Regions from separate parts of the Mus musculus genome. Here region 1 is linked to region 2. The links are chromatin contacts, called in public HiChIP or PLAC-seq maps. All regions are on one chromosome and are shown on one strand. The core of a region is the stretch at or near the end of the contact, and the rest is flanking DNA. Distances in the headings are between cores, read along the strand shown.

The links. HiChIP or PLAC-seq counts read pairs in DNA pulled down with a chosen protein or histone mark.
Region 1: an H3K4me3 HiChIP or PLAC-seq map of bone marrow-derived macrophages shows a contact between it and region 2, with 3 times the contacts expected there. The contact joins the enhancer-like site here to the promoter of Ctsh in region 2. A contact is called at or near these places in 6 of 484 Hi-C or Micro-C datasets (CD4 T cells, Kupffer cells, bone marrow-derived macrophages and 2 more), 5 of 115 datasets of contacts at active chromatin or transcription factors (bone marrow-derived macrophages, embryonic stem cells, microglia and 1 more) and 4 of 9 other capture datasets (adipose tissue, bone marrow-derived macrophages, liver and 1 more).

What each region holds. Positions count from the first base shown.
Region 1 is chr9:90,012,664-90,018,142 of GRCm38.p6, forward strand. Rasgrf1 (RAS protein-specific guanine nucleotide-releasing factor 1) reads left to right here. Exons shown (of 27, transcript NM_011245.2): 23 at 97-294; 24 at 4,373-4,452. Among named protein-coding and RNA genes, the nearest start is that of Ctsh, 39 kb to the right of the region's middle. Within about 2 kb of position 2,163, at least 19 of the 459 cell types and tissues checked have an H3K27ac peak or open chromatin away from gene starts, as enhancers often do. A contact at or near this core is called in Kupffer cells, adipose tissue, bone marrow-derived macrophages and 1 more, where this site is marked.
Region 2 is chr9:90,052,302-90,058,309 of GRCm38.p6, forward strand. It overlaps Ctsh (cathepsin H), which reads left to right and starts at 1,966. Exons shown (of 12, transcript NM_007801.3): 1 at 1,966-2,333. The coding sequence starts at 2,249.

The sequences.
Region 1 (5,479 bases), core at 913-3,412, 39 kb before region 2:
TTTTTAACAAGAAATTGTGTCTGTAAATAATGATTCGTTATCTTTACAATATTTATTCCTCATACTTTTTTCCTATCTTATTGCATTGGCTTAAAGGTCAGTAACTTCATTGCTTCAGAAATTATCCGAAACGAGGACATCAGCGCAAGGGCAAGCGCCATCGAGAAGTGGGTGGCTGTGGCCGACATATGTCGCTGCCTGCACAACTACAATGCTGTGCTGGAGATCACCTCCTCCATCAACCGCAGCGCCATCTTCCGTCTCAAAAAGACATGGCTCAAAGTTTCTAAGCAGGTGCGGACAGAAAGCTGGCACTGCTGCCAAAGGGACCTGGGCTGGGGTTGGGAGCAGGGAAACCAGAATTAACAGGCGTGAACAAAGGACTGAGCAGAGGGTTCAGATTTCCAGGAAAACAGTGTCAGTTAAGACCAGATATCCAACCCACAGATGTGGCAGTGGACCTGTGAAACTTCAGTTCCTACTTGGGCAGTTAAGATCCCAAAGTGGGAGCCATAAGGCACCAATTATTGGTACCAATACATCTTCAATGCAAGACAAGTAACTTCCTAAGACTCTCAGCCAGACTTTGAAGAGTAGCTAAGATATTCCCTTCTAAGACTCCAATATCACCAGCCATCCAGATAACTGTAACCTACTGGATAATTGGTAATTTTAAATCTAAATTGATCTCTTTTCATACAGAGCATGATTCTGAAAAAGCATTTAGGTGGATCTTCTTAGGCAATAAAGTTCTGTGCACAGGGCCGTGAGGGGTAGCTCATAAGGAGAAGTCTCTTTAACAAAGCACACTATGAGGCACTTCAGCACTTCCTTGGTGAACTTGGTGCCCCAACCCTGGTTCACACTTCTGCAAGAGAAGAGACAAGCACCACCAGGGATAAGTAAGCCTCAAAAGACGTCTATCAGGTGACAGTGGCATCTGCGGTCTTTTAGCTGAGAGAGCCTCTAGAGGCCTCTAGATTTGCATTCTATATCTCCTTCATTTTCCCTTTATTGCCTGTTTCTTGTTATCTTCCTTGAACCATCAGCGGTTGTGATCTTACCCCTACTAGCACTCCTCTGCTCCATAAACCTTCCAACTTAGATAAGCATCCGAACCAGGAAAGCTTTGTAATGTGCCTGTCTTCTGTCCTTCCCTGCTTTGTAGGCACTCTAGCCCCTGATCACAACTGAGCTACAGTTCAGTTCTATAGGACCACCCCTTTACATTTCAGTGAGACTGGGCCTCTTCCTCATTGGCACACTTGATGCCCAGATCAGAGTTAGAGTCATGGAAGATATCTTTATTGTTAGTAAATCCATGAAGGAATCAAAGCTGGGGACTTCAGGGACAACTGGCCACACGGGCACATGCTATCATAAACTGAAGTCAGGGGTTGAACAAAACCCTGAAGAAGCCCCAAGTCTTCTGAGTCAATATGGCTTGTCAAGGATTAGCCTGTGTCATAGGGAGCTGTTCCAGTTCAATATCTTACTCCTTCCTCCCTGTGCTGTTGGATTATGGCACCTTTTCTAGGGATCCCCTAGACTGGGCTTCACTTCCTGTCCCACGAGACTCTTCCTAGAATGCACATGCTGTATTTCTTGGCTATATTTCCTCAGCATTACCATCCTCGTGGAGTCAAGGGATATGGGGACCATGGCCATTCTGAAATTATCCATTCTCTTCCACAAGAATTTAAAGCAAGAGCAGTTAGTGGTCAGTGTATGTAGCCTGGCCTGCATTCTAGAACATCGTTCAGAAACAGGAGCCAGCAGTCCTGGTCTAATAAAAGTAAAGTTACCTCTGGAAGTACATGCAGGCCTCAACTTTTGCTGGCTGGCTTCTCGGGACTTTCTGTTGATGCAGTAGTTATGCACCTACACTGTACTTGGCTCTGATGGCTTCTGGAAGGCCATGTGCATGGCCCTTCCAACAAAAGACAGGTTCACTATCTCTCTGCAGGTAGTCTGTGGACTCTTGTGACCCAACAAGATGGTCACATTTCCTAAAGACCCTGAAACAAGTCTCGTTTTTATCACTTTCTTCAGTATGTCAGTCTAATTCAATAAAGCATGATGCCAAATGCAGACCAGGCCTACAGGAAGGTCAAATGTGCTTTGAAATTTTGTGTTTCTCCTTTCTGTTCTCAGTTCCCTTCCCCGTCATCTTTCAAACAATCTCTGTCCCTTGAGGAAGTATCTAATGTGACTATGGGACAGCAAGAATACATGCTGTGCCTGTGGTTCCTTACCCAAGGGAAGCTCAATCTGTAGGGACAAAAGCCAGTCTTAAGCTCCCTATGTGCCTTAGCCTCTTTGGGAGGAGATATTCTTCATCACTGATGTCTTCGATTTGATAAGCAGAAAAACAAGGTATTTTGGAGGCCACAGAAGTGTCTTCCTTCTTGACAATGTTCCTGATGTAGACTCTTTGCTTGTTCCTTGATTCCAGTAACATATCTAGAGCTTCTACCTTTTGTGCCCACTGGTGTCCAGAGACCCTCAAGACCCAGGGGCCTACCACCCCAGGGAGCATTAGAAAGTGGGAGCTCTAGGTCTAATCTAAGCACATCATGTGCTTAGGAACACAATAATAAAGCTCTAAGGCCTTCCAAACTCTATCCTGGATAGAGTACAGCAGCCCAAAGACATGTACACAGTAGGCATGAGGCTGTTGAAGAAACAAATTGTGTCCTGCTCAGAGCCATAGATGGTTCCTCCACAGAAGTAGCCTACATAGGGCCAATGAGATAGCTTGGTGGGTAAAGTGGTTCATGTGTAAGCTTTGTGACCTGAGTTCAATCTCCAGAGCCTATGGAAGAAGGCGGACTCCTGAGGCATGTCTTTCAACCTTTACATACATTCACAAGTCACACACACATACACAAACACACACACACTAAAAAATAGCCTGTATGCATGTTCATAGCTTCAAAGTATCCATCTTCCAAAATCTACCATATCTACCCTTGTATTACCCTTAGGGAATATCTAAGGAATGGGGATTTGCTCTTGTGTATGCTGAGGGTGGGTGACAGAGACTGAGAAGGTCCCATATCTGTTGCTAAATCCCCATATCTGACCTGAATCCATCCTGGGTCATTTCTCTGCACATGAGTGGACAAGGAGAGGAGAGGGTAGCTTCATAAGAAGAGTTGGTATGGATAGTCACCAAGACTCTGGCAGAGATTAGCCTACGAATTACAAGGTGCTGAAAGTTGGTTTTAAAGAAAACTCAGTCACGTGCTTTAACTTAGTGTAGATTCTGTTATGGAGTTGCATGTCTGTCATTGGATCTGAATGTGTTTGTGCTTTGAGCAGGGCCAATCTAAACACCGAAGCTCCCACTCTTTCTAGTGAAGGAGCCAAACTAGTCAACATCTCTGTCCTGTCTTCCCCCTCAAAGGGCACACGCTGAGCATCCATCAGCATGGATGTCCACACTGCCATGTTCTGTGACTGCACACACTGTAGCCTGTGACTTGGTCCATCTGGGGTTGATCAGTACTCCTGGTCTTGTGATGGGTGGCCATCTCGGCATGGTTTCTTGGCTACATTCTGGAGTTTGTGGGCCAGATCTGGAGGGGAAATGTAATCCCTCCCTCCCTTTTATAACTAAGGGAAGTGAGCACTTCAAAGAGACATCCCATAGAGCACGTAGAGAAGCGAGCACAGAGACAGTGCAGGGCACTCTCCTGGGAATGCAGCTGTTCTCGCCAGACAACCCCAGCGGCTTACCCTCTGCCCAGCTCATGTGTAGCCCAGGCCTAGATGATCATTTACAGACCCTTTTCGAAGCATGTCACCCTTTCCACCCAAGCCTTTCCCTCTTGGATAATCCGTTCCTCTGTCAACCTTTTCCTCAATTCTTGACCATGGATGGCATTCCTGGCCCACCAGAATAAAGGTGTGAAAAATTGTCAGATCCATTCTGTCCAGCTTGTGGAAATGTCCTAAAGGCTAGCATATACCTCCGTGGCAAAGCATTTACACTGTATGTCAGAAGCCCCAGATTCAGTTCTCAGCACTGAAAACAAAAACTCATGACCGTGAAAATTCTTATTAGTTATTTCCTGCTCTAAATGCATATGCCCTTCACCAAGTCCTTCTAGATCACCAGTTCTAAGAATCTCACCAGTTTCCAGGGTCACTTTGGTGTTCTGGGAAATATATGTGAAGAGAGGTGCTTGTGACAGAGACTGAGCCTAACTCGTAAGGAGATCAGTGATGAGGTTGCGAGGCACAGAAAGTCTTCAAATGCAAATGTGGCCTGGAGCCCCAAGATCAGCTTGTTGGATGATGGGCTAAAGCCGGGGCTTGGGGCCTGGGTGTGTGTTGAATGTTACTAAATGCTTCTGATTCCTTCCAGACGAAATCTTTGCTTGACAAGCTCCAAAAGCTTGTGTCATCAGATGGCAGATTTAAGAACCTCAGAGAGTCTTTGAGAAAGTAAGTGCTGTGTCTTCATTGTTGTGTTTAAAATGGTAGCCCGCATTCCAGAGGCATCTTCATGCAACAATGGGTCCGCGCAGGAGTTCTGCCTGTCCCTCTGCCTACTCACAAGACCTATAGACTCTCCAGACCCCAGCAGTTGATCACTTTGCCATCCATTACCTACCAGAGAAATGCCAGAGCAACTATCCGTGGTTGATCATAGAGTTGGTGCCAGATTTCTTGATTCTTGAATGCAATTTTCCATTTTAGTAACTCCAATAAGCAATATGTAAGTCAGTTTATTTAAGGCTGCTGTTTCTTGTTCGTATGAAGAAATTCTCATCAGAACAAGTGCATACATTACTAACAGTTGCATCTTAGAATCAAAGAAAGGCAGTTTTACCAAGAGTTGATAATTTTATCATCCAGTTTGCAGGGCACCTCCCTGACCATTACCATTGAACCCCCATAGACACTTCCTGGGTTGTGGGTTTCCCAACTCCAGGACTGTTGTCATTTGCACCAGGATGGTTCTGTGTTCAAGAGTTTCCTGGTACATGGTAGGCTTTGTAGGCATACCATGGCCTTGTTCCATGGGATGTTAATAACACCTCTCCACTTAGGACGACCAGAAACATCTCAACACATTGTGAACCCTAACCCTAAGATACCTCGTTCCATCCTGTCTTCTTAAACAAAAGATGGGGAGCACATGCCAGGGTCATGTGGCCACGGCATTAGAGCCTGGATTTGGCCTGCGCTGGTCTCCAAGACCAGTACTCTGCAGTCTGCCTTGGGTACTGTCTCATGTGGTTCAGGTACTGCTGACAAGAAAGCCACAACTTGGCTCACTTTAGCCACATACTCAAGAGATGTGGGCTCTGAAAAGACAAAGCTCTGCTTTTATTACTCCCAAGAGATGGTTTCTTCAGGCGTCGATTCTAGGTTCCACCCTCGTTTGTCCCGGTCTTGCTCCTGGATGGCTGGCTTCTCACTGGACCTTGGAGATGCTGGGCCCCTCTAACTTCCAGGAATACTCTCT
Region 2 (6,008 bases), core at 716-3,215:
GATTTTTATGGGGTAAGGGGCTTAGGGGTGTGGAATTCAGCATAGTGACACACTATTGGCTTATTTAAACATTAACAGAAAGATTACATGTTAGCAAAAGGGCATCAGAAAAAAACAAAAAAACAAACAAAAAAATGGTGGCGCACGCCTTTACTCCCAGCACTTGGGAGGCAGAGGCAGGTGGATTTCTGAGTTTGAGGCCAGCCTGGTCTACAAAGTGAGTTCCAGGACAGCCAGGGCTATACAGAGAAACCCTGTCTCAAAAAACCAAAACCAAAAAAAAAAAAAAAAAAAAAGGGCATCAGAACTTTGTTCCTGTGGGCTGGGGGCTTATCTTGCTCACATAGCAACCAGTTGATGTATGACTTTACCTGGCGTCAAGGGGCAGTAGACAGAGGGGAGGTTCCGGCCAGGTGGTGTTGACCCAGACAAGATAGCCCTGCTTGTACAATCAAGCTGTTCTTAGGACTGTCTTAACAACAGCCCTGTCTGTTCTGCTTTGTTCTCGGCCCCAGGCCTAGACTCATAGACAACTCTTTTACATGAATTACAAGATACAAAATCTCATTTTCTTTCAGAAACACATTGTCTTAGTCAGGGTTTCTATTCCTGCACAAACATCATGACCAAGAAGCAAGTTGGGGAGGAAAGGGTTTATTCGGCTTACACTTCCATACTGCTATTCATCACCAAGGAAGTCAGGACTGGAACTCAAGCAGGTCAGGAAGCAGGAGCTGATGCAGAGGCCATGGAGGGATGTTCCTTACTGGCTTGCTTCCCCTGGCTTGCTCAGCCTGCTCTCTTATAGAACCAAGACTACCAGCCCAGAGATGGTTCCACCCACAAGGGGCCTTTCCCCCTTGATCACTAATTGAGAAAATGCCTTACAGCTGGATCTCATGGAGGCATTTCCTCAATTGAAGCTTCTTTCTCTGTGATAACTCCAGCTGTGTCAAGTTGACACACAAAACCAGCCAGTACACACATCAAGTCAGATATCCTAAAATGGGAGCCCTTTGCACACTATCTGTCCTTGGAGCCATACTCCAGGCCTGTCAGAACCGATCAGTGTAGATTCAGTGTCCACATGTCCAGAGTATCTGAAAGACGTGCCTTTGTGTGGTGGCTTTTGGTTCGGTTTGTCTATTTGGCTATTTGGGGGGGGTGGGGGGGAGTGTGTGTGTGTGTTTATAGGAGTACTAGGCATTGAACTTATTCAAGGCTTATATGAGAGCCTTGTGCATGATGGACCATGCTCGCTGAGTTACATCCGTAGCCTCAGGGCTTCTTAAATAGAATTCTGAAAACTGGTCAAAGCCACTAGACCAGTAGTTTCAACCTCATTTTATGGTGATCCCCAAACCATTAGATTATTTTTGTTGCTATGTCATAACTGTACATTTGATACTATTATAAATTATAATATAAATATCTGTGTTTTTCGATGGTCTTAGGTGGCCCCTTTTAAAGGGTCATTTGACCCCCAGGTAGAGAACCACCTTACTATACTTAATTCTAAAAGACTTCTGGAATCTCTTCCCCCGGCACTAGAAAGACAGAATCTGACCAAAGAATCTCAGGAGAGGAAGGTCATTCTGCCTTCATCAAAATGCCATGGGCTGCCAGGAGAAACTTGTAAAGGAGGCTGAAACAGGAGGGTTACAAGTTCAAAGACAGCCTGGGCTATATGGGGACTGTAAGAAGAAAAAAAGAGCCAGGTGTGGTGGCGCACACCTTTAATCCCAGCACTTGGGAGGCAGAGGCAGGTGGATTTCTGAGTTCAAGGCCAGCCTGGTCTACAAAGTGAGTACAGAGAAACCCTGTCTCAAAAAACCAAAACAGAAGAAGAAGGAAGAAGAAGGAGGAAGGAGGAGGAAGCAACGCAAATGCCTGGAAGCAACCCAAATGCCTGTTGGGGGTGAGCAGTCCAGACAGCCCTCTGGTTAAGTCATTTCAAGCTATAGGGAAGGCCAGGGAGCTATGGTTCAAGAAACCTTCACGGAGACGGAGTTACCAGAGATGGGGACAGACAGGAAACTGGGGATTAGGCTGCGCTTCCTCCCACTTGGCAGGGACTAGCCTTCAGGGTCAGACCCTGAGAACCCTTCTTCCCAAGAGCAGGAGTGTAATGGCCACAGGGGGCAGGAGAGGAACCATCATCACCTAGGCGGAGGCCAGAGTCGCCCCACCTCCTTTCCACAGGCTGGGCTCAGAGGGCACTCGGTGGGACCGGGCAGTGAGCGCCGAGATGTGGGCTGCGCTGCCGCTGCTGTGCGCTGGGGCCTGGCTGCTGAGTACTGGGGCCACCGCCGAGCTGACCGTGAACGCCATAGGTAGGAGGGAGAAAGTGGGGCGCAGGGCTCCGAGGGCACCGGAGGGAGAACAGGGACGGGCTAGTCTCGGGGGACACGCGTCTTGCGTGATCCGAGGAACAGGCTGGCAGGTACCTAGAGTCCTTTTGGCTCAGATCTAGATACAGAAGCCTTCAGCCCCTTCTGCCGGACAGCTAAGGGCACAAAACTTTCCTGTCCCACCACGGGAGGGAGCGGGACATCCCAGCCTGTACTTTCCGTGGACTTGGCCTCCCCGGGGATCGCCCTGCCTGGGTTATTAGTCCGACTGTGCCGTGCTGGGGTGACTCCCTGCCCTGCGGAACATGGGGCACCCACAGAAGTTTTAACCCTAGCGTCTGTGGTGTGCCTGGAAAAAGCTGGCTCGGGAAAGTCGCCTCAACTCTTGGCAAAGTGCAACCGCAGGAGACTAACCAGTAAATATTTTACTGTGTACAACGTTGGTCTCTGTAGCAACTCCTAAAGGCTACAAACGAACCTTTGGAACCTGTGGAACGAACGCAGCTACGGGTAGCTGGTTCTAATAGATGTTTATTTATGGACAGTGAAAACAGAAGTTAAAGCGCGCCAGCCATTTTTAAGTGTAAAGAGCCGGTCAATCAAAGCCCCTGGCTGAGAGTAGATGGTGGTCTGGGATTTCCTAGCCCTGCTGATGGTCCTTCCGCAGGACACACAAAACTTCCTTTAAAAAAAAAAAAAAAGATTTTATTAGCATATATTAATTGTACTTAATAATAAGTTTCATTATTACATTTTCATGAGTGTTTATAATATATCCTGATATATTTCAGCCTTCATTACCCTCTATTGTTCCCCCTCCCATTTCTACTTTCTCTTACCAGCTTGTCTTTCTTTCTTTTTGGTTTTGTAACTCACTGGAACTAGGGCTTTCAGAGAGAGAGATAAATGCCACGTAGCAAATTCATATTGCTGTGCTGACTTGGGTCTCTGGGGATCTCCCGGGCAGTGTGAAGACATCCCAAACGATCCGGACTCAGACTGTATCAGCGAAATCAGTCTAGAAACTTAGTCTCTCTCTCATTTTCTCTCTCTCTCTCTCTCTCTCTCTCTCTCTCTCTTTCTCTCTCTCTCTTCTCTCCTCTTTTTCTCTTTCTCTCTCTTTCTCTCTCTCCCCCTCCCCATCCCCTTTTCTCCTCATTCCTCCCTCCCTCGTATCTTTCTGTGACCCTCTGGGCTTTATTAGGGTTATCAAAAACATGGTCACCTTACCTTACCAGCCACTACACCACTGAAGAAAATGTATCTTTCCTTCCGCGGCCAATCCCCCACCCCCACAACTATTAACTAACCTATAAATCCTCAGGCAGAGATGGGACCCTGAGAGCCCCTCCAGCCTTTTTGGGTTTCTGTTTTTAATTCATTTACTAGCCAAGGATGACCTTGAACTCCTGATCTTCTTGTCTATCCTCCAACTACTGAGATTCCAGGCATGTGTCAAGCCCTATGTAAAAACATTCATTTTAAAGAGATAGCTCAGTCTGTAAAGCCCTTAGTATAAAGGTCTGAGAGCCAGAGTCATCCCCCAAACTGTGTAAAAGCTGGTCAGACATAGCAGCTACCTGTAATCACTGTATTCAGGAGGCAACAATGGAAGGGTTTTGGGGTAAACAAGCTACCTAGACTACCTAGAATCGGTGAGCTCTGGGTTCAATTAAAGACCCCTTCCTCAGTAAAGTGGAGTGCAAGAAAGGAAAACTTGGGACATCTCTGTGAGTATACAGTGCACCATACACTGTGCGCGCGCACACACACACACACACACACACACACACACACACACTGTGCACACACATGTAAAAAAATAAATTGATGAAATGAATTTCATTTAAATCAGAGTAAACTTGGGATGGGTCTGAGGTCCTCTGTGCTTTCATCCACCAACACTGAAGAATTCTGTGGCTTTCTTCCTCTTGTTGGTTTGGAAACCACCACCACCACCACCACCTGCAAGAGGCACAAGTTAGCTATAAATCCTGCCTGCTGAGAAACCTGGTCCTCAGCTGAGATTTGTCTTCTCTGAAGGCCTCAGCCACACAGCAGGCCCTTAACCTGGGTTTGGAATCCCCTGCACCCCCCTCAGACCTTGTCTTAAGGAAATATGCTCCTCTCCCTGCCCCTCCCCCTTATGGTCCTGACTTAGTTTCTGGAGCAAGTCTGGAGCTTTTAGATAGAGATGTAGCTGTCACATAGCAATGACCTTCATATTGCTGCGTTGGCACAGACCCCTAGGAATCCCCTGGGCCAACATGGAACCATCCCAAATGATCTGGACGCAGATGGTGCCAGTGAAACCAGACTAGACCCTTTACTTCCAAACTAGCCATCTGACCAGATTACAGATGCCTGCAATTCAGCACTCAAAGGGCTAAAGCATAAAGATTGTGAATTCAAGGCTAGCCTGGGCTAGTTAGCCAGATGCTGTTCTAAACACACATTCAGAAGATACATTTCCACCCAAGTTTTACTTCTGTAGGTTTAACAATGACTTTTCATAGAGTAAAATGTATTTGGGGAAAAAAATCAAGGTCTTCATAATAATTTTGACTATTGCTTAATCTAGAATAATTTTATAATGATTAGGAAGCAAAGATGATTTTAATTGAACTTTTGTGTTGCAGAAAAGGAGATAGGGTAATTTAATATAAGTATTCTTTCTTAGGCTAAACTTGTGTGAGACAGAAAGGCAGGTGTTCAAGGAGAAGAAAATATATAAAATATTCAACTCTTTTTTTTAATTTATTTTTTTTATTACATATTTTCCTCAATTACATTTCCAATGCTATCCCAAAAGTCCCCCATACCCTCCCCCCCACTTCCCTACCCACTCATTCCCATTTTTTTTGGCCCTGGCGTTCCCCTGTACTGGGGCATATACAGTTTGCGTGTCCAATGGGCCTCTCTTTCCAGTGATGGCCGACTAGGCCATCTTTTGATACATATGCAGCTAGAGTCAAGAGCTCCGGGGTACTGGTTAGTTCATAATGTTGTTCCACCTATAGGGTTGCAGATCCCTTTAGCTCCTTGGGTACTTTCTCTAGCTCCTCCATTGGGAGCCCTGTGATCCATCCAATAGCTGACTGTGAGCATCCACTTCTGTGTTTGCTAGGCCCCAGCATAGTCTCACAAGAGACAGCTACATCTGGGTCCTTTCGATAAAATCTTGCTAGTGTATGCAATGGTGTCAGCGTTTGGAAGCTGATTATGGGGTGGATCCCTGGATATGGCAATCACTAGATGGTCCATCCTTTCATCTCAGCTCCAAACTTTGTCTCTGTAACTCCTTCCATGGGTGTTTTGTTCCCACTTCTAAGGAGGGGCATAGTGTCCAAACTTCAGTCTTCATTATTCTTGAGTTTCATGTGAATATTCAACTCTTTTGTTGTTGTTATTGGTGGTCTGGTTTTGAGATGGAAACTTTTATGTAGCCAAGATGACCATTGAATTCCTCCAGCTCCTCCTTCCTCTCCTTCCACAGAGCTAGAATTAACAAGCTTGAACCTCCACAACCAGCAAGGTATCCAACTCTTGTGTTTGTGTGTAAGGCAGTATATGTGTGTATGTATGTTCTCACATATGAACTCACATGCGTATACACATGTGTGGGTGCCCAAGGTTAGTGTCAGGAACCTTCCTTGA